Regions from separate parts of the Sus scrofa genome. Here region 1 is linked to region 2. Evidence: chromatin contacts called from public promoter capture Hi-C data. All regions are on one chromosome and are shown on one strand. Each heading gives the region's core, a stretch centred on a gene start, on an enhancer-like site or on the middle of the called end of the contact. The rest is flanking DNA. Distances are from core to core; before and after follow the strand shown.

Region 1 (3,406 bases), core at 664-3,163, 71 kb after region 2:
TCCAGTAGCATATCTCCAAACCTAAAGTGGGTGTACATGCTTAAATTTATGGAAGCTTGAAAAAGAAGAGACCAAGGGCTAACTGGAAAAATCACACAGATGTGAGATATACTCAAAAACCATTGATCATGCCTCTTCACTCAAGAGGTGTCAAAACTCAAGTCTCTAGGAGATTTTTCCCAGTAAATGTGCCAAATCTAAGTTTTACTTCTGATTGAATATTTAACATCCTAAATATATAGGATGCTTCATGGAAACATGACAACATCTTTTTCCAACAATCATGTGCAGTCAAGTCTCAAATTTGAAGCTCTAAGAATCTAAGCAATCACACTTCTTCCCAGAGAACTACTCTATAAAGCACTCAGTTAACAGCCTGGATGCATCTGAAACTTCACTGGGGAAAAAATGGAGGACAGTTTCCGCCAGATTAGTACAGGGACATATATATAGGTGGCTCTATTCATAGATGTACAATATTGAAAGTGCATCTTCAAACAGTGACTTGAGAAACATTTTTTAAGTGCTTAAAAGATCCATATCAAAATCCTACATATTTAATAAAAGCATACATATTTATCAATATTTTACGAAACGTCTAGCATTCTGCTACAGTGCCAAAATATTTTGTCTAAACTGCCTTTTTTTTTTTTTTTTCTTTTCCTAACAAATCGGTATGGAGGCTAATTTAGGAAGCACTACCAACATCTTGAGTATCAATGTTTCAGACTGGAAACGGATACATGGTTCAGGGGGAAAAAATGGCAGCATTTGGCTTAGTTTTGATTTTTGTCTCATTAGAAGGCACGGGGCGGGGGAGGGGAGGCAATCGAAATATTCTGGATAAATGCACTGCCATTCAGTAACCTCCATTGTAGAGGGGCAAAAGTAGGGGAGGAGGGAAACAAGAACTGAAAACCCAGCACAAAGCTACCCCTTGCGATCAATAAAGAATTAAAACGATCTGCCTACGGCTGGTAAAACGGCTTACTGCTTTCATCTGGTGGATTTACCTCAGTAAACTCGACTGTGGACTAATTAGGTCCAACTTGAAACCAAGGACCAGGTCCATAGAAAGATCAGCCTAGTCGGGAGCTGATTCACTCAAACGCCCAAGAAGGAACCGAGCCACAGGGTTCCGAGTTGGGACGCAAGCAGCTCACTCGTGGGAGGCGGCGCGGTGGGGCTGCTGGCTTCCCCGGCAGACCTCGGGAAATCATTTCCCGACCACTCAGTGCAAGCCGCAAACGCACACGCTAGGATTCCAGCCGCGCAGGGGCGAGAGGCGACCGGGATGGCCCGGCCGCCCCAAGTGCTAGGCAGCTCTGTCAAAAGGAGGCTAGGACTCCGGTACAGGACTCTCGCCTAAGGCGGCCGGGGTCGTCAGCTCGCGCCCCCTAGGCCAAGTCACTTCTCCGGGGGGCGGCGGAGTCAGGAAGTCTGGAAATTAAATGAGAGGGGCTGCAAAGAGAGAGGGCGGGGAGGGCCAAGTTGACTCTCCTGTTTGGGGGCTAAGGAGTAAGTTTGGTGGGGAGCAGTCGGAGCGCAGTAACTTATTTTATACTCGAACTGCTGCCGCCCAGAGAGAGCCGGACTCCACAGGGCGCAAGCGGCTACTCCGACTTCCTCCCGCGCGCGGTCCCTACAGGCCCAGCCCGCCGCCCGCCCGCCGCGCTCCACTCACCCAACTTCTCCGCCTGCAACCAGAGCGGCGCGGAGACCGCGAGCAGCAGAGCCAGGAAGCCCCGCCGGGCAGCCCCCGCCGTCGCGCAGCCGCCGCGGGCGCCGGCCACCATGGCCCTGCCGGGCGCCACCTTGGCAGGCTCCGTTTTCCTTCGGCGCGCGCAGCGCCGCCGCCGCCGCCCGGGCCGGGCCGCCTCCTCCGCGGCCAAGCGCGGCGCCGGGACTGGACGCAGCCTCGGGCCGGCACCGAATCTCATTGGGGCGGCCCGGGGCCCAGCCCGTCAGGGGCGTCTCCCGCTCCGCCCTGCTAGCCAGCCCCCGAGGAGGAAGTCGCTCCCGGGCGGCGGCTGGCCGCCAGGGCGGAGGCGTACCGGGCGCCGTCTGCGCTCCCCTCTAAGTACCCGGCGCTCGCTGCTTCACTCCTCCCTTTTCCTCCGCCCCTTCTCCCCCAGTGCACGTGAACCTGGGAGCCACGAGGACTCCTGGCCTTCAGACCTGTCCGGAGCTGCCTGGGTCTTCCCCCGAGTGCTTGAGCGCGTGGTGAGCGCGCCAGAAAGGCTACTCTCCTCCAGGGCTTTGGCATGCCCTTGACAGTAGCACTGGGGAACTCGAAATACTGTCACCATAGGATGATGATGGTGACAAGATCTAGTCCAAGTTCCTCCATTTATTCATTCAAAAGTTACGAGGTTCCAAAAGTGTGCCTCCCAGGCACGGTGCTAAACTTTGTGACACTTGCCGACATTGAAAATAATCAGGCAAGTATGCAATGCAAATTGCAATCGGTGATGAAAAGTGCTAGTGGAGCACATTCAGTAACACCTAATTAGATGGCAGGTGACGAGACTGCAGGTAGAAGTCAGAAGAAGCCTCATCTAAAAAGCGGCATTTATGTGAGAGTGAATGGGACTTGGGAAAACAGCGAGGGCGGGGGACAAGAGAACGAACGGACACGGTATGCAAAAGAGCTGAGAGGGGAAAAGGCCCTCGTAGCCGGAGCAAGGCAAACAGGTGGAAGAATGGCCAGAGGTAGAAGCCAGAGCATAGAGCACTGGCCGGAACGTGGGGGGCGGGGGGGAGCCATGGAAGGCCGCGTAAAGATGTTTAAACTTTATCCCCCGATTAACGAACAGCCAAGGAAGGCTCAGGAGGAGTAACACTGATTGTCTTGGGAGCGGAGAAGGGCTTGGAGGGAGGCAGGTTGGAAAGAGGGAATTACAAGGCTCTTAGCGAGTAGTTGAATGGGGAAGTAGCCGTGGAAATGACTGAGGACAGATAAAATAGATATTTTAAATACTGTGACGTCTCCAGATCGCTAGCCCTCCACTCAGTGCCACAACCTTCGCGCTACAGCTCGGCGCCCTGCAGTTTTCCTGGGTAACAAGCGCCACAGTTATACCTGCAGATGCCGAGAGGGAGGAAGTATTGGAGGCGGGGAGCAAACAACAGCCCCTCCCAGGTCCAATATTGGCCCGTCACATGCTCTTTAGAAACCCTCAATAGACTCTGTTCATACATGCATTCCCTTTTCCCTCTGTGTTTCAAACTAAATACAAACAATGCTGAAATTTCAAATGAGATTATCGTTGGGATTTTGCTTTCTCCAAGGGGGCAGAACTTAACGTGGTCTTTAGAAATGAGGCCAATCCAAGTCTGAATCTAGGATCAGCCACTGCCTGAAGTCCTGGCATACAAGAGGTCCTCAATAAAAGGTTTAGCGTAT
Region 2 (3,349 bases), core at 693-3,192:
GGTTTTGCATAATTTATTACAATTAGTATGCATAGAAAACCAGGTAAACTCACAAGGTAAATGGTTTATCTTCCACAATAACCACAGATAGTCTGCCGTGACCTGCCAGCACCTCAGTATTTTAAAATTTGTGTGTTTCACAGAAAGTCACAGTCGTACAAATAGGATTATAATACATTTTTTTAGGGAAAGGACTTTTGGTCCACATTTTCAATTAAAAACAAACAAAACACTTTCCTCTTTGGCAAAAGAGGTTAAATTCCCCTCACAGTGAACTCACAAAGCAAGCTCAGATAAAAACTATGGAAGAGGAGGTGCAGCTGAGGTCTGGGCTAATCTGGAATTAGAGACATGTACTTGAGGGAAATTCTCTTACAAAATACGTTGTTTCTAACCATCTCAGTAGAAAAGCTCTGTAGATCTGGCTTCAGTCACTTTTCTAAGAAAACACTCCAAATAACTTTTTGTGTTTCAGAGTACAGTGTGCTATTTCAGAAGAAAGTCATGAAACGTGTGGGCGTCTGATTTCAGCAATATTTTTAATCTGAGGTACAAAAAAGCATCTGACACAGTAATTCAGAGTGAAATTGCTGTGCCACCTTCATTCAGTTGAGAGAGCAGTTTTGGTTGCTTCATTCAGTTGAGAGAGCAGTTTGGTTGCTGGAAGTCTCGGCATTTGTCTTTGCAAGACAGTTTGAAAAGGCAGATTTGCATGTGAAAGCTGTACAGTATCTGCCAGGCCAGAGGTGAGCAAGAAGCACAGTGTGATGGAGGCAGCTGCTCAGAGAGCCAGGTCCCCCAGGCCAAGGACAGTGAGGTCCCCCGCAGGCCATGGGGACCTGCTCCTTGCATGTCCTGACCAGCCACTGCATCTCACCTGAAGTGGAGTTTAAGGAACAGGCAGCTGCTGAAATGGTTGGGTTTTGTTTGTTGGTTCTTTTTAATCTACAATCATAATTGCTAACAACCACCCTGATGTGCTTTTCATGCTTCAAGTAATTTCATTCCTTCCAGGAGAAGAATGTTAACAATGCTTTTAGTTCTCCGTATCAAAGGAAAGGAAATGAACCATAATAACAACACGGTTAACTTTAAACAGACCTGCTGCTAACACAGTATCAGAAAAATATATTTTAAAAGTAGACATACTATCATAAACGTTTTTGCAACAGCTTCATAAACGTTTTTGCAACAGCTGTGTTCTTCCACTTAACCTCTGTGCAGAACTAAAACCTGCTAAAGCAAACTTAAGTTACTTTTTGTTAAATACAACTCTGTACAGATTGCACATTTTACACCGAAGCAGCTCAGTTATCACAGTCAGAGAAGTGAAAATGCCATATGAGATTTTTCAGTTTTTTAGCCTAACAAAAAACCCACAGACGCTTGCTCTAAGGATCAGAACAAAACCAGCTGCACAATTCTGTAAACAGTGTGAGAGGAAGTCTCTAGGACTCCACAGCAGGATCCTATTAAAACACACACGCGCACACACACCTCCCTCCAGGGCCGACGCTCAGTACCACAGCAGCTTGCTTTCACATTGTGTTCACAGAAGAGCGGTCATGGCCGTCGGGTTGAGGGGTCTGAGGCAGTCTCTGGGGGCCAAGTAGGCAGCAGAGGTCGCGGGTCCGATCTGGGGCTTCTGATAGTCGGGAGGGGCGCGCCCCACGGCCAAGCCGCCGCCCGTGGGCCTGTCGTAGCCCGGGCCCGTGGGGCTCTGCGGCTGCTGGTAGCCGGCGTCCGAGGAGAAGGCACCGGAGGAGAGGGAATGCTTGTGCGCGGGCCCGGGGCCCGGGCCGCGGGGGCCGCACCGCGCGGAGAAGGTGTGCGCGCGGGCCAGGTGCCGCTCCACGATGGGCGTGGCGTACTCGGGCTCCGGGTGGGTCAAGGGCAGGGCGTACTGGTGGCGGCTGGCCGGGAGGGGGCAGTCGTAGTGGCTGCGGGACTCGGCACCCGGCCCTGCCGCCTCCGCCTCGGTGTCCATCGGCCGGAAGGTGGAGCCTTTCCTGGTGACCGTCCCGGTGCCAATCATGAGAGGCTGCTGGTAATCTGAAACCCAAAGGGCAGAGGTTTGTGCACCCCACCCGCACCGGCACCCCCACTGTGCGTAGAGGGGCGCTGCGCTGCACCCGCTCTGCTGAGCGCCCGCCGTGTACCAGGGGTGAAGAGAAGGCCCGGGCAAAAGGCACCGACGCCACACTTATGGGCTACACAACCACACGCTTGCTTTAGGAAGCCGAAAAGGGTAGCAGGGACCTAGAAAGGCGGAGATTACGGTTAACCATAGAGAGGACCATGAGGGAAAATACTCCACGCAGCTCTTAAACTGGCTCTTGAGAGGCCAGATTTTGGAGGTGGAGATAATACCGTGAAGAATGGGAATAGTGATTGAACAACTTATTAACTAACCACAGACAGTGTGATGTGGCCAGAGTATGAGGGACATGGAGTAATTTAATACAATATAAAGAGTGAAGTAATAGGTTGGGACTAATGATAATGGTGAAGCTCCCATTTATGGGAGTCCTTTCTTGGTGCCAGGCACTATTCTATGATACTAAGAGAACAATTCATTAAATCCTCTGAAAAAAGAAGTACTATGAGTTGAGGACTATTATTCCATTTTACAAATGGAAAACTGAAGCAGAGAGAGATTAACTAATTCCCCCCCCCCACCTTTTTGGCTGCACCCATGGCATGTGGAAGTTCCTGGGCCAGGGACTGCACCTCCACAGCAAGTCACTGTAGTTGGGTACTTAACCCACTGCCATGCGGGAACTCCAAAATTAAGTAATTTTTCCAAGATCACAGGGGTAGCAGCCAGTAGTGCTAGAATTCGAACATAGGTCCCAAGTGTGAGCTGTTACCCATATGCTAGATCACAAAGGGCACTAGAAGCCTTGCTAGGAAGTTGATTTAATTCTGTAGAAATCTACTGAGGACCCTAAATAAGAGACTGGCAAAGAGATGTAACTCCAGAAGGAGACTGAAGAAGGAAAGATCAAAAAAACAAAAAGTAAAAGGCAGAGAAATGAAATATAGAAGCCACAAATCAGGTGGCTGGCAGCAGCTTCAGAAAGGCTATTTGGAAAGGGGACAGGTATCAGAGGAATTTGTCACCAATGATGTAGGCAGGGTGGGAGGAAAGAGGATGCTTCCCAGATGTAAAGCTCTGAAAAAACAGGATCCACAATCAAAAGGCAATTAGAGAAGGAATGCACAGAGCATGTGAGGTGAGGGTTAGGAACAATGGGTTCAAGTTTGGGTCCTCTGAGGAACTGATGACACTTGCAGGAGATGATGTCCAGCAGGCAAGAATTACTGACTTACTGGAGACCAAGAGGGA

Evidence for each region. Promoter capture Hi-C pulls out the DNA fragments that hold promoters and counts their contacts.
Region 1: a contact with region 2 is called in a promoter capture Hi-C map of liver, with 2.3 times the contacts expected there. The contact joins the promoter of DCBLD1 here to the enhancer-like site in region 2. A contact is called at or near these places in 3 of 5 promoter capture datasets (fetal skeletal muscle and liver), 8 of 47 Hi-C or Micro-C datasets (embryonic fibroblasts, liver, omental adipose tissue and 3 more) and 1 of 2 datasets of contacts at active chromatin or transcription factors (skeletal muscle).

The regions. Positions count from the first base shown.
Region 1 is chr1:44,371,799-44,375,204 of Sscrofa11.1, forward strand. It overlaps DCBLD1 (discoidin, CUB and LCCL domain-containing protein 1), which reads right to left and starts at 1,914. Exons shown (of 15, transcript XM_005654388.3): 1 at 1,685-1,914. The coding sequence starts at 1,796.
Region 2 is chr1:44,301,114-44,304,462 of Sscrofa11.1, forward strand. It overlaps DCBLD1 (discoidin, CUB and LCCL domain-containing protein 1), which reads right to left. Exons shown (of 15, transcript XM_005654388.3): 15 at 1-2,052. The coding sequence ends at 1,550. Among named protein-coding and RNA genes, the nearest start is that of GOPC, 63 kb to the left of the region's middle. Within about 2 kb of position 1,943, at least 42 of the 83 cell types and tissues checked have an H3K27ac peak or open chromatin away from gene starts, as enhancers often do. A contact at or near this core is called in fetal skeletal muscle, liver, omental adipose tissue and 2 more, where this site is marked.